3 separate regions of the Sus scrofa genome follow, and regions 1 and 2 are each linked to region 3. The links are chromatin contacts, called in public HiChIP or PLAC-seq maps. All regions are on one chromosome and are shown on one strand. The core of a region is the stretch at or near the end of the contact, and the rest is flanking DNA. Distances in the headings are between cores, read along the strand shown. Region 1 holds the start of TSR2 (pre-rRNA-processing protein TSR2 homolog). Region 2 holds the start of GNL3L (guanine nucleotide-binding protein-like 3-like protein). Region 3 holds the start of HUWE1 (E3 ubiquitin-protein ligase HUWE1).

Evidence for each region. HiChIP or PLAC-seq counts read pairs in DNA pulled down with a chosen protein or histone mark.
Region 1: a contact with region 3 is called in an H3K27ac HiChIP or PLAC-seq map of alveolar macrophages. The contact joins the promoter of TSR2 here to the promoter of HUWE1 in region 3. A contact is called at or near these places in 1 of 47 Hi-C or Micro-C datasets (embryonic fibroblasts) and 1 of 2 datasets of contacts at active chromatin or transcription factors (alveolar macrophages).
Region 2: a contact with region 3 is called in an H3K27ac HiChIP or PLAC-seq map of alveolar macrophages. The contact joins the promoter of GNL3L here to the promoter of HUWE1 in region 3. A contact is called at or near these places in 1 of 47 Hi-C or Micro-C datasets (heart right ventricle) and 1 of 2 datasets of contacts at active chromatin or transcription factors (alveolar macrophages).

What each region holds. Positions count from the first base shown.
Region 1 is chrX:47,185,131-47,189,071 of Sscrofa11.1, forward strand. It overlaps TSR2 (pre-rRNA-processing protein TSR2 homolog), which reads left to right and starts at 1,480. Exons shown (of 5, transcript XM_001927898.5): 1 at 1,480-2,040; 2 at 2,207-2,297. The coding sequence starts at 1,957.
Region 2 is chrX:47,254,470-47,258,437 of Sscrofa11.1, forward strand. It overlaps GNL3L (guanine nucleotide-binding protein-like 3-like protein), which reads left to right and starts at 1,998. Exons shown (of 16, transcript XM_005673659.3): 1 at 1,998-2,151.
Region 3 is chrX:46,443,064-46,447,191 of Sscrofa11.1, forward strand. HUWE1 (E3 ubiquitin-protein ligase HUWE1) reads right to left here and starts at 1,252. Exons shown (of 85, transcript XM_013986152.2): 1 at 1,134-1,252; 2 at 834-933.

The DNA of each region.
Region 1 (3,941 bases), core at 230-2,729, 740 kb after region 3:
AACTGGTGATAAGAATCTTCCCTACTCCAGGTATGTTTGAGGCCCTGGGAACTCACAGGGAAGTGCTTAATCTCAGTTTCTTTATTTGGGCTTCTTTGAACTCAAATTTAAATTGCTGAGTCTGCAGGAATGAATCTCTAGAGCTCTGTAGGAGTTTATGCCTCCTGAGATTATCAGTCTGGGAATGCTTGTAATTATCATCAAACAGCATGTTGTTTCCTGATTCTTTTTCTTTGTATAGATTGTTTCCTCAGCATGAAAGACTTTCTTTCTTTTAGAAACATACCTCTATCCTCAAATACACAAACTCCTCATCCCCTGGGAAAATTCCACTCAAACTTTTAAGTCAGAGGCATTATCTCTGAGAGATTTGCCATAATTCCCAAGGCTGGATCAGAAACCCCCTCTGCTGGACTCCCATAGCTTCCTGTGCTCCTTTCTCCTCTAGCATTGCATAGAGATGGATTTATCACAGAAATAATATAACTAAAAGTTTAAGCCTCTAGTAACTCACACTTACACAAGACACTTCCAAGCCCCTGGTTGTTGAGCATTGTCAATTTGAGACAATTATTGCTGCACAAAAACAAAGTACCATAAAATTTTATAGCTCACATGTAAAAGAAACTAGAGGTTTCCCCAAATTTAACACAATCTTAAATTTTATTCTACTAACAATGAGCTGTGAAGTTGAAACTTTTCTAAACTACAATAATAAAAAATTTTGATCAACTGAATGCAATTGAATTCTTTTTATTCTCTCTTGAAAATGTTATTATAAAATAATTGTCCTATTTATTTACAGGAAGATATCAAAATGTTGGCAGCCAAAAAAAAATAATAAAATAAAAAATAAAGGAAAAATTAGTAGAGAGGTGAGTCAGGCAATTATTTTATTTCTCTAGTTTTGAGGATGTTTGTGGTATTTGTCAGGTTTTTTTAATTGGAATTTGTAGGAATTCCCTAGTGGCTCAGTGGGTTAAGGATCAGCATTGTTAATGCTGTGGCTCTGGTTACTGCTGTGGTGCCAGCTGGATCCCTAGCCTGGGAACTAACACATGTCACAGGCATGTTCCCCCCCCCAAAAAAAATTGGAATTTGTAAATTTAAAAATTTCTTTTATAAATCTAAAGCTATACTTACTTGCACACCTAAATTTGTACTATTTTTCTTAAAGAGGGCTTACAAAATTCTATCTGCCTCAGGCCCTTCAAAGTGTGGATTCACCCTGAGCACTGATCATAATTTTGGTCCTTGCCCTGCTTTAGTTTCAAGTCATTTCAAGACGTCTTCCGATTTTTTTTTCTTTGACCCATTAGTTATTTAGAAGTGTACTAATTCCCACCTATTTGTGAATTTCACAAATGTCTTTCTGTTATTTATTTCTTTTTTATTTTATTTAATCAATCAATTAATTTATTTTTTAGGGCCACACCTACACCATATGGAGGTTCCCCCGCTAGGGGTCGAATTGGAGTTGCAGCTGCAACGCCGTATCCAAACTGTGCCTGAGACCTACACCTTAGCTCACGGCAACGCCAGATCCTTTAACCCACTGAGCGAAGCCAGGGCTTGAAGCCGCATCCTCATGGAGATGAGTCGGGGTCTTAACCCGCTGAGCCACAGATGGAACTCCTAGGATGCATTTCTAAATGCAGACTTTTAGGCTATGCTACCTGAGGTTGCTTCCTCTGTCCTTTATCTTTAATAAGTTCCTCACATCTTTTCTGCGCAATACCCACGGGTCCGGAACTCTCGGCCCCAAGCGTCTTCCACTTCTTGAGTAACCCGGGCGGTGTCATCGATTACTCGACAGACTTTTCTATTGCTCTAGTCTTGCTGCCAGATCAGCGGAAAGGGAGAATCTGCGTTCTCAAGCTTGGCTTCCTACTCCTTCTGCCTGGGCGGTGCTGCGCAGGGATTGGCCTGCTTGGGCGTCACGTGGTCCGCAGCAGGATGATGGCGGGCGCTGCAGAGGAGTCTCTAACGCTTTTCCGGGCTGGCATCCGCGCAGCGTTGGAGGCTTGGCCCGCCTTGCAGGTGAGCGAGGACACAGCTGGAACAAAGGTTAGGGACCGGGCCAGAACAGGAGTTGGCCGGTGAGCTGCCCAAGGCTTAGTTGGTTGGGCGGCGTCAGAAGCGGACCCTTGCGCCACCGCAGGCCGGTTCCTGGGCTGACGTGGTGGGCTCGGGCCTGTGTTCGCAGATCGCTGTGGAGAACGGCTTTGGAGGTGTGCATAGCCAGGAGAAGGCTGAGTGGCTAGGGGGTGCAGTGGAGGAGTATTTCTTCCGCAATGGTGAGTGAATTTAAGGCCCTAGGACTTGTTTAGGGGCGCGGGGAGGAGGGCGGTCTTGGTGAATCTGCACTTCCTCTTGAACAATTGTCTGCTGATACCAGAGTCTGAATCCTGAGTTCGAGTGCCTTAGGGCCATGCCATTGACTCCTTGTATCGCGTTGGATATGTCGTTTTACTCCCCTGAGACTCAGTTTCCTAATTTGTAACATGGATATGAAAGTATCCACCAGCGCTGTCCAAATCGAAATATAATGCCAGTCACATCATGTAATTAAAAATTTTTCAGCAACCACTTTGATATAAAAAGCAGGTGAAATGAATATTGTTCAACTCAATATATCCAAAGTATTTCAACATGTAATCAATATAAAACATTATTAACGAGATGTATTACATTTTTTTTTAGTATTAAGTTTTCAAAATCTGGTGGGTGTTTTGCAGTTTTATCACATCCCAATTTGTCTTGGCCTAGCCACATTTTAAGTGCTCAGTAACCACATTTGATTATTTGGACAGCAGAGATCTACACCTTTGATGTGTCTTGTAGGTTCTATAAGAATAGGGGCCCTTTAGGTGATCTTTTGTGAAGTATGATTTTTTTTAAATTATTCACTTAGTTTTCTTGGCCTTGGAGATGGCATTAGGCAGAGACCTTTCTCTGAAAAAAATTTATTATTTGGTGAGGGATCTAGATAAGTAAATAGGTTTTTACTCACAGGGTGGTAGGTGTTCTAATAAAGATCTCAGGGTGCTTGGGTAATGTGAGACTGAGGAAGAGGCTTCTTTTGGAGATTGTTAGGGTAAGGTGGCTTTTGGGTGAGTTTTAAGGGATGAGAAGGAGTTAACTAGGTGGGAGAGGCAGAGCAACACTCAAAAATAAGTTCTGTGGTATGAGGAGATTATGTGTTATATTTGGAAAGTGGCAGGGAGCTCAGTGTTAGAGTAGGGCTGTATGGTGTGCTTGTGGGGGTGTGGGAGGGGGGAGTGATAGAGAATGAGGCTGGAGGTTGGTTGGGGAGGCCCCTGGAAAAGGGTGAAACATGGAAGGATTTGTGGGCCTTTGATTTTATCCTTTAGGCCAGCATTTGTCAAAAATATATGCTATGGAAGACTAGTTCTTTTTAGGTGTTCAGTGAAGAAACCACTTCTCCAGTCACATGATATAAAAAAAGCTCTTCAGCTCTTAAGAGTCACCATAATCATTATCATATTAAAGGTTCTGATAAGAACCACCAAAAAGAAACTTGTTTACCATGATTTTTCTATGAATAGCTTCCCTTAAAGTCCAGCAGGACAGTTACGTCTTATAAGCAGAATATGAAACACTGCAGTAGGAGATAAAACTTCATGAGCAGGATTTAATAGGATGGGGTTTACTGGCTATAGAAAGTAGCCAGTATGGGGTTCCCGTCGTGGCGCAGTGGTTAACAAATCCGACTAGGAACCATGAGGTTGCGGGTTCGGTCCCTGCCCTTGCTCAGTGGGTTAACAATCCGGCGTTGCCGTGAGCTGTGGTGTAGGTTGCAGACACAGCTCGGATCCCGAGTTGCTGTGGCTCTGGCGTAGGCCAGTGTTTACAGCTCCGATTCGACCCCTAGCCTGGGAACCTCCATATGCCGTGGGAGCGGCCCAAGAAAAGGCAAA
Region 2 (3,968 bases), core at 748-3,247, 810 kb after region 3:
TCCTATCAAGGATTTCATTACAATTTTCTCCCTTATAGTTTGTGCATTTGGGACTTTTAAGAGTCCTTCCAGGAGTTCCCACTGTGGCTCAGTGGTTAACAAATCTGACTAGGGGAGTTCCCGTCGTGGCGCAGTGGTTAACGAATCCGACTAGGAACCATGAGGTTGCAGGTTCGATCCCTGGCCTTGCTCAGTGGGTTAAGGATCCGGCGTTGCCGTGAGCTGTGGTGTAGGTCACAGACGCGGCTTGGATCCCGCGTTGCTGTAGCTCTGGTGTAGGCTGGCAGCTGCAGCTCCGATTCGACTCCTAGCCTGGGAACCTCCATATGCCGCGGGAGTGGCCCTAGAAAAGGCAAAAAGACAAAACAAAACAAAACAAAACTGACTAGGAACCACGAGGTTTCGGGTTTGACCCCTGGCCTTGCTCAGTGGGTCAGGTAACTAGCGTTGCTGTGAGCTGTGGTGCAGGCCACAGATGCGGATCAGATCCCCCCTTGCTGTGTCTCTGGCATAGGCCGGCGGCTGCAGCTTGGATTAGACCCCTAGCCTGGGAACCTCCATATGCAGTGGGTGTGGCCCTAGAAAAGACAAAAAAAAAAAAAAAGTCCTTCCACAATCCTAGGTCATAAGACACTCTCTACCCTTTCATGTAAAAATAAACATGGATCCAGTTTTATTTTTCTCATTTTGGTAAGCCAAATTGCCCAACGTTATCTACTAAAATGTCCATTTCCCGTTGATTTGTAGTACAGGCCTGTAAACTTACCTATTTAATAAACATTTGCTTAAGTCTGCCGTGTACTAGTCTTGTGCTGGGTCCTGCAGAGGGCTCAAATATATATTATATATTTATGGTTCCTATTCTCATGGAGTTCACTCAAATATATATTACATATATATATGGTTCCCATTCTCACGGAGTTCACTCTCCTGTGGAGGTACAGACACATAAACGATTACAATACTAAGTGATAAATGTAACAAGGTGCTCTGAGTTTCTAATTCAGCTGGGAAAGTTCACAGAACTGAATAGTTAGGTCTTAAAGAAAACGGAAGAATTTGCTAATGCAGGGGGTAAGGTGAAGGCGGCCAGGGCTGGCTTCGGGTCCACAGGAGTTGTGTTTCTCAGGGGTAAGGGGTTAGAAGAATTCCATGGATGTAGGGGCAGTGATTCCTGTGTATGTAAGGGATAGGAGTAGGCAGAGGGAGCCATTTTCTGCCTGGATATGCTAGAGGTTGAGGAACATATCCTTGGGATAGGGCTCAGCCTCATCCCAGAGTTTAGGCTGAGGAAGAGGACGGGCTGGAATTAAATTATCAGGAAGAAGACATTTTCAGACTAATATTTACTGTTTTTAGGGGGAGACCTTATTCGCCAGCCAGGTCTGGAGCTCCCTGAGATGGCTTCTGAAGAAACCCTTACTTGCCCCTACTCCAGAGATATAAATCCAGCTTCTCCTGCAGAGGCTGCTCTGAGGCCTAAGGGAAGGAGGGAGGAGGGGAAGAAGGCAAAAGAGTGGGAGAGGCTTCCAGCTGTTTGGTTCCTGTGTCTGGCCGTGGATCTACTGCAGAAAGAGCTGGGAGTGGCTTCTTCAAGCTTTGTCTGGGACCCTGCAAGCCGGAAGGGTTTCTGGGAGCAGCTAACCCAGTCACTTCAGGTGGGAATACTCAGCAAAACATGTGATCCAGGCGGCCATTTTCTCACACCCTGCCAGTCGCCATCTTCCACTGTAGACAAAGGCACCGACCCCCCACCCTTGTCTGATGCGGTCCTGGCGATCACTTGGTTACTAAGATTCGAGAACACACATATTTAAGCCCAGACACAGGCCCGCAGACAAGACTTGGCTTATAAGTAGCTTATATGGCCACACAAGCCAACCGCCGCTTCCCTCTCCCGCCTGCCGGCCTCCCCACTCAGCTATTTCCTTACCTAACCAGGCGGCCGGGAGGTGGGGCTAGTGCGGCCGCGCAGAAGGGATGGGCGTGCGCCAGCCGTCAATCCGAAGCCCCACCCCCGGAGGCGCTGGGCGGAAGGAGTCTGCGCCGCGAGGCTGGGATCCGGAAGTCGGAGCCTCGCGGCAGCAGCGCAGCTTCTGGCCCGTCAGGGTTGCGCTGTCTTCTCCACTCGGATCTCCGCCGGAAGCGGAGGTAAGAGACGACTCTCTTTTTTTCGTGGGGAGTGCTCTCCCAGCCAGCTGCGCAGAAAGGATCATCTATTTGGGGTGCAAGCAAAGGTGCCCTCTGCTCTTTAATAGAGAGGTAAAGAGTGGCGTTCCTTCCAGGGTAGAAGGGCCCAGATGAGGGACAGGGATTGCTCCGCACGTGGACAGGCGCCCAAATGCATTCTTGCGGGGTAGGGGGCATCGACCCACTCCACCTAGACAAGTGTAGACCCCTGGACACACTGTATGGAGAGTTACAGACCCCGCTTGTGTGGAGTACCCGCCTCATTTTTAGAATACTGAGGCTCCATTCCCCACTCTCCCTGTGTAGACAGGCGTGGATACCATAAAGGTGTGGCGATGTCAGCCCCATTCGTATAGAGAGACACATTTCCCTCCTCATGAGGGTGAAAGACGCAGATTTATACCGGCGCTGAGGCACACAGATTCACCTCTGCGCACCTTCCCTTAGGACCGAAGTTCTGATTTATTTACTCGCACCCTCGCCCGACCACCAGCTCAGAAACTTTTAATATACAGAGGAGTGAGCCTCCTTTCCTTACCGTCGAAACCTAGAGACCTCCCTGCCTCGCCTCCGTGTAACTAATTGACTAATGCCCCGCCCCTGCTCCTGCAGAGGTGGTAGACCACCGCTCCCTATGTGGTTGGAGGCACAAGCCTCCGTCCACGGAGAACTATGTAGATTTACCCCTCCTAGGTTGGAATGAGACCCCGTTGTGGAAAATCAGACCTGACCACCCTCCCCAGGCTCTGGCTTACTAAATTTGTAAAGGCTTGACCCACCAAAAATGCCCCGCAGCAAACAGCAACAGATCTTAACCCACGAAGGGACAGTCAGAACTGCTTCTCCTGGGGCCTCCAGAATAGAGGGGCTCAGATTTGATCTTTTTAGGTAGACACAGATCATCCCTCCTCTCCCCCTTTCCCCAAGGATTTAGCATCACCAGCTGTGGAAAAGGGAATAGAAAGGTATAGCCTTGCAATGTTGAGAGGCAGTGACATCATTGATCACCCCACAGTGTGTGCATATATGGACACCCTCCTTTATCCAAGGTAGAGGAGCTCAGATCTTTTTCTCTCTAGCCAGAAAAAACAAACAGGACTCCCTGCTCCCCTAGTGTAAGGGCCATTCCACTGAATTTATAGCTGTATTCCCCCTTCCCACATGGAGAGAACCAGAGGTCCTATTTCTTTCAATATTAGCACACTGCTGACTTCAGCCCACATGCAAGATAAGCAGATTGTGCTCATCCCATCTCCATGGAAGAGTCTGGAATAGCCCACTGCAGGCAGAGTGCAAACCCCATTCATAGAAGTTTGCATAATTGCCCTTTTGTTAGTATGGCACTAATGTCACCTTGTAGTGGAGCTAGGTATAATCAGTCCCATCCCATGGCCCTCCCCAAGGTAAAGAGACTCAGAACTCCCTCTCATTTCCCTGCCACACAGAACTTCTCTCCCATGCAGCAGAGATGCACACAGCCATTGTGGCAGATTCTCCATTTCCTCTGTATCCTGGAATAGAGTGACAAAAGGCATCCTGTTCCCTTCCCCCCAGTCGCCAAGGAACAGACCTCACCTATACATGCAGATGCAGTTTTTTCCCTCTCTCCCCCAAGATTTTGCATGGGCCTCAGTCCACATAGGCATAGATAAAAAGCCCTATTCGGAGGTTCCTTTTCCCCAGGGTAGATTCCTGAGATACGTCTTTCTTCCCCACTTCCAGGGTAGATGAGACTAGAACCCTCTATTTGGGGAAGAGAGATACTGTTAATACCCTGT
Region 3 (4,128 bases), core at 2-2,501:
TTCTTGCTATTGAGAATAGGGTTTTTTTTTTGGTATTAAATTTCCAAAATGCTTATTGCTTATAGATAGGAAGACTATTGATATTTGCCTGTTTACTTTTGCAATCGGACAAATAAAAAATAATTTCAACTTCGCTAGTAATCAGGTAAATGCAAATGAAAACAATGACATACCATTTTTGCCCTTTAGACAAAATTACAAAAATTGATAATTCGTGTTGGCACAACTGTGGAAAAATGGGCACGCTCGCACAACATTGAAGAGTGTAATTAGTATAGCCTTTGGGGAAGGCAATTTGGACAAATCTATCAAAATTCAAAGTGCATATACACTTTGACCCAGCGATTACTCTTCTAAGAATTTCTCCCACAGAAATACACATGTGCATGATATATAGATATATATACATATATATGTATATATACAATCCCATTTATTATAGCATTGCTTGTAATAGCCCCCTCCCTCCCCCAAAAGGGAAACAAGCCAATGTACATCAATGGGGAAATGATTAAATAAACTGTAGTACAATCATACAATGCAGCTGTTTATAAATGAGATAAATTTAGATTCCCTGATATAGGAAAATCTACAAGACGTATTAAGTTTTTAAAAAGCTGTTAGCCGAAATGAATGTGTGCGTGTGTGTGTAGTACCATTTATATACCAAAACATACATATACGACGCCTAGTAGTTACCCGCGAAGCCTGCTTGCCAGCCCCTCACCTTCCCCCTTCTCTGAGGCCGCCTTCCTTTAACCCCTGAGAGAAACGCAGAAGGCCCGGCCTTTACTCCCTCTCTAGGGCCACTTGGCCAAGACTAATGCCGGTACCTCGCATCCCCACTGTCCGCCGCTCTCTCGCCGCGCTGCCAGCCGCTGCCCGGGCTGCCCCCGAAGATGCGGCGAGCCTTCCACTGGCGCCGGCCGAGGCCTGGGGGAGGGGAGAGAAGGCGGGGTTTGAGGGAGGGCTGAGGCAGGCCGCCGGGCCCCTTCACCAGCCTCTCCCGCAGGCTCCCCAAGGCCGCCACCTCCGCGTCTCCGCGCAGGGTCCCGTGGGAACAACCCCCTGCGAGGAGCCGAGGACGGCCGCGCGAACAGAGCCCGCCCCTCAGCCCGGAGGAAGACGCTCACCTCGGCGGCAGTAGCTCCGCGGGGCCCGCAGGAGCGTGCCGAGTCCGCGGCCCTGCTTTAGACCTGCTCCCCTCGCTCGCCCTCCGCCGAAAACCTCCCCCCGCTGGCTCTCCTCACACTCGGCCTGAGGCTCCGCCCCCCGCTCGAGTAGCCCCGCCTCTGCCACTTGGGAGGGCGCTCCCTCCGCGGTGAAGCCGGGTTCCCTGCAGGGGACCGCGCCTGAGCTACTCCAGGCTCAGTAAACGCAGCCAAAGAGGATAGTAGTGTCGCTAAGGAATTGGGATTTGATTCGAGGCATGGTGGAAACCGCTGAAGGGTGATATGATTTGATTTGATTTACATTTAAAAATTAATCTCCAGCTGCCTAGTGAAGAATGGGGGTCAAGAGGGCGAGTGGGGACACAGTGTGGAGGGCAGGAGACGTCGGGGGCGCCTACCACAGTGAGTTTACAGGGGCAAACCCTTACAACGCTTACTTCAGGCACGTACTGAACCCTCAGTAAGAAGTCTCTCTTTTTCTTCTTGGTATTTTTTGGGGTGACAGTGCAATTGGCAAAGAGCTTATAGAGGATCTGCATTTGTGAACGCGTAGGAATAAAAATCTGTTAGGAGTTACCCCATTAACCATGCTTCATCTGGGGTGCAAAATGAAATTGGAGGGTGAGAAGGGAAGGGAGCTTTGAGTCAAAACTAGATACTTTGGTAAGGCTTGAAGTTTTAACAAAAAGTATGTATTAACTCAGTATTTTAAAGTATACAGACAAAATCACTATCTGATGTACTACTGACACATAGAGGAAATAAAAATTTTAATTGTACCCTCCGGTTCTAATTCCAACACTTTCAGAGCAGTGGTTCATGCACCAAATTGAGAATCTGATGAATGGATCTACTGCCTGCCAAATATATTTACACAAAATTTTGTGTATAATCTCAGCTTTATGGAGGCCCCTTTGAGATAGCTCGGACCATTAAATATTCTTACAAGCTATTTTTAATGGGTGAATGTTATTCTATTATAATGTTAATTATTTATTTAAGCAATCCTCAATGCCAGGTTTTTTGGTTTTTTTTTTTTTTTTTGCCAAGCAGCTGGTGGCATGTAGGAATTCCTGGACCAGGGATCAAACCCACCCCACAGCAACAACCCAAAGCTGCTGCAGTGACAATGCCACATCCTTAACCCCCTGTGCCACAAGAGAACTCCAGGTCTTTTTTAATTATAAGAAATACATGAAATTTGATGTAACTAAATATTTGCATATTTCTGAGACTTCTCAAGGAGAAATTTGTAGAAATAAAGTAGCTAGGGTCAAAAGGTCACTCCCCCCAAACATAGAATAGGCTCTCTAGAACAGTTAACAATAAACAGTCCCACCAGAAATATATTAGAATTCCAGTGTATTCAGATATTCCTATACCTTCACCAATATCGCTATTATAGTTTTCAAAAAACCTTTTAATTTAATGCACACTTTGTTTTTTTATTTTATTGGAGTATAGTTAACTTACAATGTTAGATTAACTTCAGGTGTACAACAAAGTGAATCAGTTATACATATACATGTATCCATTCTTTTTTAGATTCTTTTCCCATATAGGCCATCTCAGAGTATTGGGTGATTTCCCTGTGCTATGTAGTAGGTCCAACAAGGACTTTGATTTTAATTCCAATCTCTCACAGCATCTGCATTAATTCTAGCTAACGCCTAACCTTTAAATTTTTCTGTCGATTCCTAGGCCTCGGAAAGTCTAGTTCCCCAACTCCTAGTTCTAAAATCCCACATACCCTACAATCCTAGTTTTAATTTCAGTCTGCAGTAGCCTTTATTTCTCTTGCCAATTCCACTCCTTTTACAGTCCTAGTTCAACCAATACCCTCACGCACACCTCTTGTTTCTTTTTCTTATTGCAGACTATTTAGAAAATATATGAAAATACCAAAAGATAAAAAACTTGTAATCCTACCACCTAGAGAGGACCACTATTAATGTTTTGGTTTTATGTCCTCAGCCTTTTTCTATGCATTGTGTATGTATTTATTGTTCTAAACAAAAATGTTATCATAACATTCAATAACCTAATGAATATTTGTCATATCATTTACTATTTGTCCATAATATAATTTTAATGGCAACATGACACATTCCTTTCTTTAACATGTAATTACATGTAATTTAACATGTAATTAGCTTCATTTTTGTTCTTTTTTTCATTTAAAAAATGTTGCCTAGGAGTTCCTGCTATGGCACAGCAGGTTAAGAATTCAACTATAGGAGCTCCTATTGTGGCTCAGTGAGTTAAGGACCTAGTGTTGTCTCTATGAGGATGTAAATTCAATCCCTGGCCTTGCTCAGTGGATTAAGGATCTGGCATTGTCACAGGCTGTGGCATAGGTCGCCGATGTGGCTTGTATTGTTGTGGCTGTGGCATAGGCCACAGCTATACCTTCAATGCCCAGGAACTTCCATATGCCACAAGTGCAGCCATAAAAAGAAAAAAAAATGTTTGCCTAATTACACTTGAATGAATACATTATTCTAAAACACTCAAAACAGATAAATGTAAAATTCCTCTTATATTTATATACCCATGTAGAAATACATAGCTTTGTTATGTTTTTTTACTTTTTAAAAATATGAATATAAGTTGTATGTATTACTCTAATTGCTTTATTCACTTACTATGTCTTTCAGATCTCTCCATGTCAGTATATATAAATCTACCTCATTTCCTTTATGTAGCATTCTACTGAATGAGGGTACTAGAGTTAACTATTGATATTATTATATATTCATAGGTATAAATTCTTTTAAATCTTATACTGTTAACATTGCTTTTTTTCTTAACTATCAACAATGCTGCAATGAAAATCCATGTATATGGTTTTTTTGTGCATATGCTAAAATATTTCTGTAAGATAAATATGAAGAAGTAAAATAGGTGGCTCGAAAATAACATGTTTTAGGATTTTAATATGTAAAGCCAAATTGCC